Regions from separate parts of the Gossypium hirsutum genome. Here region 2 is linked to region 1. A link is a contact called in public Hi-C data. All regions are on one chromosome and are shown on one strand. Each heading gives the region's core, a stretch centred on a gene start, on an enhancer-like site or on the middle of the called end of the contact. The rest is flanking DNA. Distances are from core to core; before and after follow the strand shown.

What was found. A called contact is a pair of places that touch in the nucleus more often than the background predicts.
Region 2: a Hi-C map of leaf shows a contact between it and region 1, with 2.8 times the contacts expected there. The contact joins the promoter of LOC107922205 here to the promoter of LOC107921226 in region 1. A contact is called at or near these places in 7 of 34 Hi-C or Micro-C datasets (callus, hypocotyl and leaf).

Annotation. Positions count from the first base shown.
Region 1 is chrD01:58,176,774-58,183,186 of Gossypium_hirsutum_v2.1, forward strand. It overlaps LOC107921226, which reads right to left and starts at 4,005. Exons shown (of 5, transcript XM_016851104.2): 1 at 3,841-4,005; 2 at 3,639-3,740; 3 at 3,298-3,368; 4 at 3,158-3,220; 5 at 2,609-3,064. The coding sequence starts at 3,904. The coding sequence ends at 2,774. LOC107921857 (probable xyloglucan endotransglucosylase/hydrolase protein 10) reads right to left here. Exons shown (of 4, transcript XM_016851692.2): 4 at 6,263-6,413.
Region 2 is chrD01:58,309,045-58,315,457 of Gossypium_hirsutum_v2.1, forward strand. LOC107922205 (plastid division protein PDV2) reads left to right here and starts at 3,286. Exons shown (of 2, transcript XM_016852099.2): 1 at 3,286-3,821; 2 at 4,775-5,496. The coding sequence starts at 3,540. The coding sequence ends at 5,410. It overlaps LOC107921412, which reads left to right. Exons shown (of 12, transcript XM_016851266.2): 4 at 42-128; 5 at 213-329; 6 at 439-843; 7 at 917-1,329; 8 at 1,413-1,512; 9 at 1,608-1,667; 10 at 1,750-1,836; 11 at 1,929-2,057; 12 at 2,154-2,749. The coding sequence ends at 2,456. LOC107922204 (pentatricopeptide repeat-containing protein At2g15980) reads left to right here and starts at 5,532. Exons shown (of 3, transcript XR_001691201.2): 1 at 5,532-6,413.

The sequences.
Region 1 (6,413 bases), core at 2,755-5,254:
CTGCTATTTTGTTTGTTTTATTTAGTTACTTTTTAATCCTCTTGTAATCTAGTTCATTTTGAACTTAGTAGGTAAATTTTTTATGTTGATTGACTGAAAGATCAGCAAAGCAACATGTACAAGTTAATCTAGCAAGTTTCAATGCAAATTAGTGGTGTTAAGAGGTTGATTAGGTGATAGCTTGTTTGTTTTCCCAAGTTGACTGATACATGTAATGGCTTAATGCCTTATTTTGTTGTTAATGAAAAATTTCAGCCTGTTTTTCGTTCAAACTCTCTCCATTTTTCCTTTGCTTTTATTCTGTTTTACTTGAAAACCATTTTTTTGCTTTTGTTTCTTCACCAAGCTACGAGGCTTGCTGCTTAAGGAAGCCTAAACCAGATTGCTTACTGTCCTTTGCACCAACAAATAAGATAATATAAAATAAGTTGGTACTATCTTTTGAATTTACAAAAGAATTTATTTATATCCATGTAAATTTAATATGATTTCATGATTAGTGTTGTACATCAGTTGAATTTATCATAAACGTGTTTAAATATTAATCATATATAAAATTATATCGATATAAATAGATTTCTTTTCAATAAAATAAATTTTTGTCAGATAAAATTAGTAAAACTCAATAATATATTGCTGATGTATGCTAAGTCTAAAATAAAAATATGATAAATTAATGTCACTCTATTTTGTTTTTCCTTCTCTTTCCAAATCAATGTACAACGTTAGACATATTATTTTAATAAATTAGTGTTGGAAGGGGTGATCCTACATATGTCCTACGTTGTACCAGGTAAGTGCTCCCGCCCCTCCTCAGCCCCTCTTTGGCTAGTATATGGGCAGCTACCATCTGTCTGATCAGGTATAACTCTTCCTTCTTCAACTATTTTTTGCCTGCATAAAATTAAACACGTATCGACGTAAAAATGGTTGAATAATAGTCAGACGTTGTGGTGAGAGTTTCTGTGGTAATTTTGGTCATCCTATTCTGCGTTCAACGATTTGGAACTGACAAATTGGGATATTCATTTGCCCCAATCATATGCCTGTGGTTTAACTTGCTAAGTGGTATTTTTTTGTATGGTTAGGGTGTATTCCGTGTGTTTAATCCGTTGTGTATAGTGGATTACTTCAAAAGACGCGGTAAGAACGGGTGGATATCACTTGGAGGAGTTGTACTTTGCATTACCGGTGAGTGCTTCAAGCTTTTACTTTATATCCTTTTGTTATTTTGATGCCCTTCCCTTTTATATGTAAATTGTATGGACATTTGGTAATAGAAACCGAGGCTATGTTTGCTGATCTGGGTTACTTCAGTGTTCGAGCAGTTCAAGTAAGTTATTTACTTCATGCAACCGGTGGAAAATAGGATGGTTTGATTGGAAACATTTGTTTGTTTGTGCATGAACATCTTTACCCGACTCTTCATTACCATTTTTATGGCACCTTATTTCCTTTTCTCAGTGATCAATAGTTTGCATTTGCAGCATTTTATTTTTTTTCTTAATATATGTTATAAATTTCTATATTTTTGTAAATTTTTTTATTTACATTTTAGATTTTAAAATCCAAGTCTAACTATTAACACTGTTAAAATTATTTTATCAAATTCAGATTTATTATAAAATTATTTTTTTTAATTACATAATTAACAAGTGAGTATTGTTTTTACTTTAAAATGTCGCATTAACAGATTTAACAAAATAAAAAAAAAACAGTGTTAATAACTAAATTTAAAATGACTAAATTTTTTAAAATAAAAATACAAAAGCTAAATGTCAATTTTATGAAGAATATAAAGACTGATGGTATAATTTTACCTTTTATTTTTCAAATTTGGGAAAAAAAATACTCAATGCTTGATACAGAAAATGATAATAATTTAGTTCAATTGTTATTCACGCCAAACTCAATTATTATTGTCTTTTCTAGTCATTTTTTATTTATAGGGTGGAAGTATTGTATGCACTTTCCAACAGTAGAAGTGTACAGGTGAGTGCTTCCAGCTTTTACTTTATATCTTTTTGTTATTTTGATACCCTTCCCTTTTATGTCTAAATTGTATGGACATTTCACAGTAATGATGCCTATTTTATCCAGCATATGCCAATAAATTTGTGAATGTGATCAAAGTCCAAGTGAATATAGTAGTCTTAGCAGGCTTTACAATTAGTCACTGTCATCATCAAACTACAATCTACATATTATCTATGGATATGTATGATTTATAATCGTTTTACAGTAAATTATTTACGGAAGTTGTAACATGTAGTGGCCATTGCCTTGATGCTTTAGTTGAGCTTATTGGGCTCGAAGCACGCAGTTTAGCAAGGAAGATTTGCCGTGGAGAGGATAGAAAGTTGCACAAACATCATTCCTTTTTTTTACAAATCACCGTCTATATCGTATGCACCCAAAGAATAAAAAAGTTGGAGTTTAGTTTAACGTTAATTTTATCAAATTAATTGTCTCAAGATATTTGAAACATCTCCATCCATTTCACTTGTTCAACTAAATCTGGTTTCTGAGAATTCTACAAATGCTGCACCAGATGTTCACTACTGATTTTAGCATTGGAAATTGAGGGTGATTGCTTTAAAACTGGAAGTTGGCACCAATTTAACTTGCATCTCAATGATTCACTTTGCGGTCAAAATTTAATACAAGGACAACAACACTAGCAGGAAACTTCAACAGGTCTTTTGAGATTCTTCGGAATATGATGGTTCAGAAATTTTTACATTACTTCTTGACCAATCAAAAAATATTGTTTTCAAGAGAGCTCAACTATCCTCGTCCGCTTCTTTGATCGACTTTTCCCCGTTGCTTCACGGACAGCATCCTCTTTGACCGTGTTGGATGTTTCATGTTCGGTTGGACAAGATGTTTCCTTATCATCATTACCATCATCATCGCTTTCCTCATCACTGCTATCATCTGATTCCGTTTCGCTACTACTACTGTTGCCAGCTACCATAATTGGTGGCTGATTGCCAGCAATTGCAGATTCAGCAGCAGCCAGAGCTTGAGGTGTGTGAAGATCAGCTACACCTAACATCAAATCCTGTTTTACAATATGCAACCAAAACATATTAACAAACTCATATACTATTCGATGAGCACAATTCAAGAGAGAGTGATTCAATTTTAATGTTACCATTTCAATGACTTCAGAATCATTCCCATTGAGTACTTCAATATCATATGCTTGAGAATTATTCTACATTATGATAAACAAGAACATAGGTTAGAAATTAAAAAGAGTGTTCACTGATGACAAAATTGACCAAAAAAAACCTTTGCATCAAGCTCCAGCCTTTTATTAGCTTCTGCCATGACTCCCAAGAAATCTTTCACTTTCCCCAAAACTGCAATACTCAAAAGAAGATTTCAGCACAAAGCAGAAGCTTCCATATTCTAATGCCAATGAAACACGTAATTATCTCTAAACAAGCTGGACCTCTCATAATTCTGCCTACAATTCAAAGTTTTCTTTAACAGCCCGAAACAATGATCATGATTCCATTCCCAAATCACATACTATCAGTTTCAGATTCTTTAAAAGCTATATATATGTTTAGCATAAAAAATGGTACAAAATAACTACTTCAAAAAAAGAAAGATGGAAGAAAGTTTACCTTGGCTTTTAGGAAAAGGAGTGAAGGGGGGTTTCTTGGAAGGATCAGGTTCATGAGTTTGAGATTCCGAGTCCTTTTTCTTACAAACAAGTAGAGCGGATTCTGTTGAACATGTAAAACCCTCAAACACTCTCACACAGATAATGAAATTTCAATGGCTAGAAAACAAAGTTAGCATAAATTTAGATAGGAGCTTAGTTACCTAAGGGTGAAGAAGAGGATTTATGGTGTTCAAACCGTAGAAGATCTTTGCTTGAGCTTCCCATCTCTATATTTCGTTGAGAAACAACTGGTTCCTTGCTCCGTCGGCAGCCTATAGGGTTTATGTAAACTAGAGTTTGAGCTTCTGTTACTTTTGTTCTCTTTAAACATGACCAAAGAAGTGGGAAGTGTTTTGGGCTTTATCCACTTTTATTAAATGGACCAGCCCTAAGCCTTTTTCAGGTTGGGCTTAAACTCCCTTCTAATTTATTTACTGTGATGCTCCTTTCATTCGGTTTTAAAAACTTTAACTTTTTGGTGTATAAAATAGGATAAACTCTCTAATTAGTTAATTAACTTTTTTTTATTTTTTATTTTAGTCATTAATCTATGAAATTTTTTCAATTTAATCACTAAACTATCCAAATTTATTTTTACTGTTAAGTTTGAAACAACTAAAAGATGTTATAAACTAAAAGAATGGCCACTCAATTATGAGAATGTTTATCCAACTATAAAAATTTTCTAATTTAGTCATCATGTCGTTAAGTTGATAACGAAAGTTTAAAGTGAATTTTTTATTGGTCTAATAATAAATTTAGCCCTTCAATATTTATATTTTCTATCAATTTAATCTTAATTCTAAAAATCAATAAATTTAACCCTCAATATTTACCACATTTATCAATTTAATCCTAATTATTGGCTTTTTTTTTCTCTCTCTCTCTACTTATTCTTTTATGCTCTTAGCCAGTGTTATTCAATGCAGGAAAATTTAAAAGTTTCCAGTCTCCTATACCAGAAAGATCTTAAGTTATCGATAAAATTTTTTTAACACTTTAGACTAAACGATGCTTATCTAACACTAAAAATTTCAAAGATTTTTAGTTTTCGATGATAAAAGATCATAAATTATTGGAAAGTTTTTTATATATAATTTTTTATGTTAAAATAGTGGTTCTCTAATGCTCAAAAACCATGGTGGTCGGTTCCATACCGGTTCTGGTCATATCAATCGGTTCATACCGTTCCAATGCTAAACCGAAACAACCAACACTCTTTTTTGTGCCAATGAAAATTCTAGTCCATATCAGTTGCACTAGCTTCTTTCAATCTATTCCGATCACACTAGTTGAAACATGATGCACCAGTCGATGCATAAATAATATAAAAATATATTATAAAAATATATATTTTTTAATTGTTTACTATCGTGTTAAAGATTTAATTGGGATGTGACCAATCAAAAAAGACTTTATCGAAATGTAAAAATTAAAAAAAAAATTATGGACATACTTTCACATTTAATAGATAATAATATATAACAATAAAAACCGCTCACCCGATATCAAAGAAAAAATCTCCACTCGCCATTCAGCTTCTTTTATAAATAGAGAGCAATTAAATCTCTAAAATTTGATGATTGGTTTTTATTATTAATTTTGGATTTATTTAAATGATATATTTTTTATTTTTTGAGATTTGAGTCATTTATATAATTGATGAATATTTTATATTTAAAATTTATTTAGTATCATCCATTTGATATTTGTAAATATATTTATATACATATATTAAATATTTTTTAAAAAATATTGATAAATTCAAAATGATACACCGAAGTAAACTAGTACCGATACATACCAATTCCAATAGGAAAACAATGCGTCCACTAATGCGGTACTGACTCCCTTGTCAAAAACTCAAATATTACTATTATAAAAAAATCATTGAAAAAACTAGTAAGAAATTATTATCAAATACTAGTAATGTTTAGGACTATGTTTATTTATTTCTTTAGAGTTCATATTAAACTAATACAACGTATAAGTATTGAATGGCAAAATTTGTTATTAGGTCAATAAAAAAAATTCACGTCAAACTTCTATTATCAACTTAATAGAATGGTAATTAAAAAATCTAATTTCGAAAATTTTAGTGACATCGAAAAATTTTTATAGTTGGGTGACCAAAATAAAAATATTTTCATAGTTAGGTGACCATTCATATAGTTTATAACAATCACATCGTCCAACCATTTCAGACTTAATCACATAATGACAAAAAAATTGAATTCGGATAATTTAGTGATCAAATTGAAAATTTTCATAATTCGGTGACGAAAATAGAAACACGAGAAAAATTCAGTGACTAATTAAGTAGTTTACCTAGTAAAATATCATGGTGTTGATATGCCTGCAAAGGGCGAAAAAGCCCAAGAATTTGCATTTTACCCGTTGCTGAATGCATAAGAAAAGGCCGAATGTTGAATTAAGATAATTGTTCATCGACATTTTACCATTTAAATGATTTGTTGCATTTACTGCAGGGAATCTGGCTAGAAACTTGACCAATATATTGAACATTGTCAGCCCAGTGGGGACAGCTAGTGCATAAAAAGTTCCAGTACCTTACTTTCAATCTACTGATAAAGATGATGTTAAGCATTGAAGCCCTAGGCTTGGAGGCTGGAAAAGTTTCTATACATACTAACAGTTCATTAGAGTATAAGTATCATGAAAGAAAAATCTGCAACAATTAAAGCCAATGAACCGATTTGAAAACTATCTATTA
Region 2 (6,413 bases), core at 2,036-4,535, 130 kb after region 1:
CATCTCGTAGTTGTTTGATTATATATGGTTTTGTTACACAGAAGGAAGTGGAACAAATGAAGGGCCATGTTGAAGCTAAGAAGATTGAAACTTCAAATAATGAGGTTCACAACTCGTTGAAACAAGAGGTACCAATTCAAAAGCTTTTGCAGGTTTGGGACGTACACACAAATCGCAGTTACAATATTTTTCCATCTTTCATATTTCTGCAGATTCTGCGACTTGAAGAACGATTGCAGGACCAGTTTGTGGTTCGGAGTACATTGGAGAAGGCATTAAGCCATAAGCCTTTTACCTATGATGCAGCAGTAGAAAATTTAATCCCCAAAGTAAATTGCATTAGTTCGCTTAATTATTTTCATTTATAAGTAACTTCTTTTTTTCCTTTAGTTAGTTAGATTCAATTAGTACTTCATTCATGATATGATAATATACCAGGCTGCCAAGGAACTTATCAAGGATATTGCAGTTTTAGAACTGGAAGTTGCCTACTTGGAGAAATATCTTCTCTCATTGTACCGTCAAAAATTTGATAAAACATTCTTGTCTTTAAAGTCCATAGATGAAAATTTGAAACCGACCTCAATGGCACATAAAGAAATGTTTCAAGAGGTTCAGACACATGACTTCATGTCTGGTGATCTGGTCTCCACTCGAAATTCAATCGGAAATCCTCCAAAGGAATGCGACGATGTTTGGGGAGCTGAGAAACTGTTAGATTCAAGCATTTATCGGAGTCATTCTTCGCTCTCCCAACGATCGGCATATTCAGTTAATTCTCCACAACGAGCTGTGGCTAGAGCTGAAGAACTATACCATTCTCTGCCTTTGTCCATGTTGGAGGTAAAATCGAATCAATGTGAATTCCATTTTAAATGGCTTTTGACAGCAATGCTTATGATGTTTTGATTTCCAGCAAGCTCAGATGGATACTTCAAATGGATTCAGCTTGGCAGAACATTTAGGAACCAGTATTAACGATCATGTGACTGAAACATCAAACTGGCTCTCTGAAGAGATGGTTAAGAGCATTTCAGCCATATATTGTGAACTTGCAGACCCACCTTTGATAAACCATGATTACTTGCCTTCTCCTATTTCACATTCATCCCTTGTTGATGTTGTTACTTCAGAAGGTCAAGGTGATACTAATATGTGGAGCCCAAAGTGTGGGAAATTTTCATCCTTCAACTCACCTTTTGACAACCCTTTCAGCATTGGGGAACCTAAGGATTTCAGTGGACCTTACTGCACAATGGTGAAGGTCCAATGGATCCATAGAGATAGTAAGAAGTTACAGGATATTGAACATAAGCTCCAATATTATAGGTGAAATTCTTTATCTATCCCATAGACAATTTTTATTTCTCATGTCAGTTTTAACGTAAGAATCTAAATCTAGTGTTTTATAGGTCACTTGTCTACCAGCTAGAAGATGTTGATGTTAGAAGGATGAAACATGAAGAGAAGCTAGCTTTCTGGATTAATGTGCACAATTCTCTGGTGATGCATGTAATGTTTCATCTTCTTTACATTCAATCCTTTTTTTTTTCATATCTTTTCCCAATAAGTTCCTTGGGCAAATGCGACACATTTCGTTCTTACAGGCGTTTCTGATTTACGGCATTCCAAAAAACAATCTGAAGAGATTGTCCTTATTACTCAAGGTGAGCAAAACTCTTTCTGGTTTAACCAATGATCATGGGATGGATGTTTGCTATTGCATTCACAAGCCTATGTATGATCCAGGCTGCCTATGATGTTGGGGGGGAGACCATAAACATAGACACAATACAGAGTTCTATTCTAGGATGCCGATTGCCTCGTCCTGGACAGGTACTATTCATTCCCTGAAAGTTTTATCCACTTAATGGTACTATTCGTTTGTGTTGACACTGATGAAACTGACATCTAACATCTGCTTGCAGTGGCTTCGGTTTTTGTTTCCTTCAAAGACCAAATTTAAGGCCAGAGATCCTCGAAGAGCTTACACAATCGAATCACCGGAACCTCTTCTGTATTTTGCACTTTCTTCAGGAAGTTATTCGGACCCTGCGGTACACTGTTTGCCCTGAATTAGTTCATATTATATGGCTGCAGGGTATGTAAAATGTTAATTCCATTTATATCACTTACTTATGATGACACTCTAGGTACGTATATATACACCCAAGGGAGTGTTCCAGGAACTGGAAGTTGCAAAAATGGAGTACATCCAGGCAAATTGGAGTGTGAACAAAGAAGAGAAAATTCTATTACCAAAACTTATGGAGTATTTTGCAAAAGATTCAAATGTTGGCCCAGCTGGTTTGTTGCAGATGGTAGAGCAATTAATGCCTGATTCAGTGAGGAAGAATCTTCAGCCGAGTTGCAAGAGGAAAACTGGGAAAAGCATTGAGTGGATCTCCCACAACTTTGCATTTCGATATCTATTTTCAAAAGAATTACTCCACTGATTTGATATCTGGGAAAAGCATTGAGTGTAGAAGGTGGGATTTTGGAATGACAGATGAATCATAACAGCAACTTTCTCAAACCCCCCCTTGGCTCCAATCTTCAGTTCAGTTTGGTTTATGCAATAGAGAATGAGGATCAAATGAGCTGAAGAAACAATCTCCATTCACAAGGTTGTGATTTGGCTGTCATTCCTAATTGTGTTTCAAGTTCTTGTATGCACCTAAATGCTAGAGAATTGATTGTGTATAATATTATATTGCAACTGAAAACATCATCATAGTTTTTATGATTAGATACAAGTGTTTTCATCTTCTTTTTTTAAAATAGAACAAGAGAAGGGGATGGAGATGATAGGATTCAAACTCAAACTTTAAATATGTCAACTATTAATCGTATAGATAAATTGGAACTAAACATGGGTTCATAAAGTGTTCTTAACTTCGAATGTTCAGGCTTGTGGACAAGATTCAAATATCTTTCCAGCTAAAGAAAAGGAAATGTGAAACAACAGCTTACAGTCTGATTTCATTGAAAAACTTCATAATAGTATCAATGACTCTTGATTCATTTCCATGAATGAAAACAAGAATAGGCCAGATTATGTGAAGCCTAATCTAAAAATACACCATTTTATTCGAGAAGAGAAGGAAAAATGAAAAAACGAGTAGGTTTATCATCCACCTCCCAGGTGGCAGCATAGGAACCATAGGTGCCATAGGCAGAGAGCCCACATAATCTTGTTTTGCAAAGTAGAGGCTAGAGTTGTTTGCTCTTCCAAATTGCTTTTGGGGCTTTGGGTTTATTAGCCCAATTTCTTGGCCTTATGCTGCACCCCCCAACAGAAAAAAAGAAAAAAGAAAAATTAAATGAAAGGACCCTGGTCTAAGCATGGAAAAGATGAGATTCTTCTCTCCCTCCATTTTCAGACCCCCTTTGGTCTCTTAACAACCAAAGCCCATTTTCCTCTCAGTTTTTTTTTCTTTTTCCTTTTATTTGTGATTTAAATTCAACTCATTTTACTACTACTAGCAACAGGAAAACAGGTGAGAAAAAAAAGGGGGGAGAGTGAGGAAGGGAAAGAAATGGAAGAAGAGGGAGTAGGGTTAGCATTAGCAAGAGCTACAGAGCTGAGATTGAAAATCAGCAACTGCATCACAAAAGCCACCTCCGGAAACCCTGTTTCTCCCTACAAGCAAAGCCAAGAAGGAAAACAAACTGATAAAAATGCTAGCTTGAATGGAGACAAACCCCATCAAACTCTCGGTGGAGCTGATGATGAAGAAGAAGCAGAAGAAACTACCGAGAGACTTTTGGATATTCGAGATGCCCTTGAATCACTTGAATCCCAGCTCCTTGCTTTACAGGTTTGTTAACCTCAAATATCTTAACTTTTCCCTCCCCATTTTGTTAGATATTGGGTTCGTATGTTATAAACCCTAGGCCCTTGAATGACCCTGATTTTATTTCGTTCTTGTAACTCTGTTATAGACATGTATGCATGTGAATATATATAAAACTAAAGGAAAAATTGAAAATTACCCGTGGGATCCTAATTTCGACTCCAAATTTTTATGCTATGGAACTTAAGAACAAGTCAAAAATGGTTAATGATGATTGTTTGAAATGTTTAGAAATTGTGTAGTCGAAGATACGGGTAGGCTTGTATTGCATTTTTTGGGTCAGAGATTAATCTTGGTTTTATCGCTTCTACCTATTTATAGATTAGTGCCAATGGTCTGGTCTTTTGCCTACTGATTGCACTACATTCTTTGTGGGGTTTTTATTTTTATTTTTGGTAGAACCGAGGTATCATTCATGTCGGTTCTGTTTTATGGTCTATAGAGACTAATTTATCTTTTCTGGTTTTGTGAGTTTTTTTAGATAGCCTTGTTATAGTAAAACCCTAAAACTAAACTTGCTGACTTGGAAATGTTACTTTCTGTATCTATTGAATTAATTCATTTACACCATGTTCCCAATCATTCTAATTTTCCAAAATTAGCACTTCCCATTTTCACAACATATGGTTACATGATTGAGGTCATTCTTTCGCTGTTTTTCTGGAGTAGGAGCAAAGTAACTTATTTCTATATGAATTTACTTGAGGAAGAATTGAACTTCCAAGAATTCAAAGTCTTAGTTGTCTTTTCCTTTCTTTGACTTACATATTGGATCTATGCCAATTCACTGAACTTGGCTCGTTATGTCTTTGCGTGCATAAAAAGGCTATGCGTAGAAATAGATAGATGTTTGTGTTGATAACATTTTTTAAAGAAAAATAACACCATTATTTATCATTATCATTTGAATGGTTTAGAATCTGCAACATCAGCAGAGTTATGAGAAGGAAGTTGCCCTTGCTGAGATTGATTATAGCCGGAGGGTGGTCTTGGAGAAGCTCAAAGAATATCAAGGGAAGGACATGGAAGTGATTCTCGAGGCTTCTGCTTTTGTTAGTAAAACAGTGGAGAACAACAGTGATCTCCTCCTTCCCCCATATCCAAGTCGCCTCCCACGATCCTTGGTTTTGGATAATGGCTCATTGTCACACTTACAGTCAACATACAAGTCTTCCCCAAATGGGGTTTCCATCAGTGACCCAACAAATGAAGCAAAGAACCCAAAACAACATCAAGATGAATCCAAAAGCTTGAGGAAAGGATTTAGCTACATCATAGGTTCAGCTGTGAAGATGGTGCTTCCACTTGTTGGTGTAATATACATATTAAGCCTGTCCAATTTTGTGCCGAATCTCGGGAAAGGCAACCGTGTCAAGGTTTTTGGCACAAGTCAGCAACGTGCAACTGAAGAGAAGAATTCCAGTGATCCATGTCCACCTGGGAAAATTCTGGTAATGGAGAATGGGGAAGCTCGATGCTTGGTGAAAGAGAGGATTGAAATACCATTTGAGTCCATTGTTTCCAAGCCAGATGTAAATTATGGGTGCGGTTGATTTGATATCACTTCCTAATGTGTTGATAACTTTACTTTTATTGCTAAATTAGTTGCAATGAAGTTTTACTTGGGTGGTTTTTCATAGTTCTAAATTGAGGTTGATTTATGCGTGTGTGAAATTGAAATGGGATAACAATGGAAGATATGCATGTACCATCTCCTCCCTCCCCTCTCAAAGAAAAAAAAACAATGGATGGTATGCAGGAAATTGAAGTATGTTTTTTGCTTCCACCTTTGAACCGTCCATTTCCATAACATCAAATCCTCGTCTCAACGAGCTGCAAAGTTTATAGTTTCAGGACAAGCACCACTAAAATAAAAAGAGCTGAAATTAGGCCATGTTGCACCAGTGTCGAAATGAAGCGAAGAAAAGTAACCAATTCTGCATCATGAAACATTGAAAAGGGCTCAAAGTAAGTAGTGGGTCTATTGTTCACAATTAAACATTTGCAATGGCTACCCAAATTCTTAAAACCCATCATGTCCTTTCCAGAACCTCAAAAGAACCCCTTATTCCTTTGTATTTCTTCTCCTCTTCCGCCTTCCCCGACACCACTTCTCCGCCGTCCGATCAACCCGACCCAATCTCCACCGTCACCTCCATCCTCACCCATAATCGCTCCAAGTCTCGCTGGTCCACCGTCCTCACCCTCTTCCCATCCGGTTTCACCCCTTTCCAGTTCTCCCAAATTACCCTCCAACTCAAAAACAATCCCCACCTTGCCCTCCGCTTCTTCCTCTTCACCCAACACAAGTCCCTCTGTAACCACGACCTCTCCTCCTATTCCACCATAATTCACATCCTCTCTCGTGCTCGACTCAAAACCCGTGCCCGGGAACTCATCCGCCTTGCAATTCGGACCCCAGGTATCGATAATGAACCCACTCATTTCAAACTATTTGAATTGTTAGTTAAAACTTATAATCAGTGTGGTTCTGCCCCGTTTGTGTTCGATTTGTTGGTAAAATCTTGTTTGCAAATGAAACGGCTTGATGGGTCT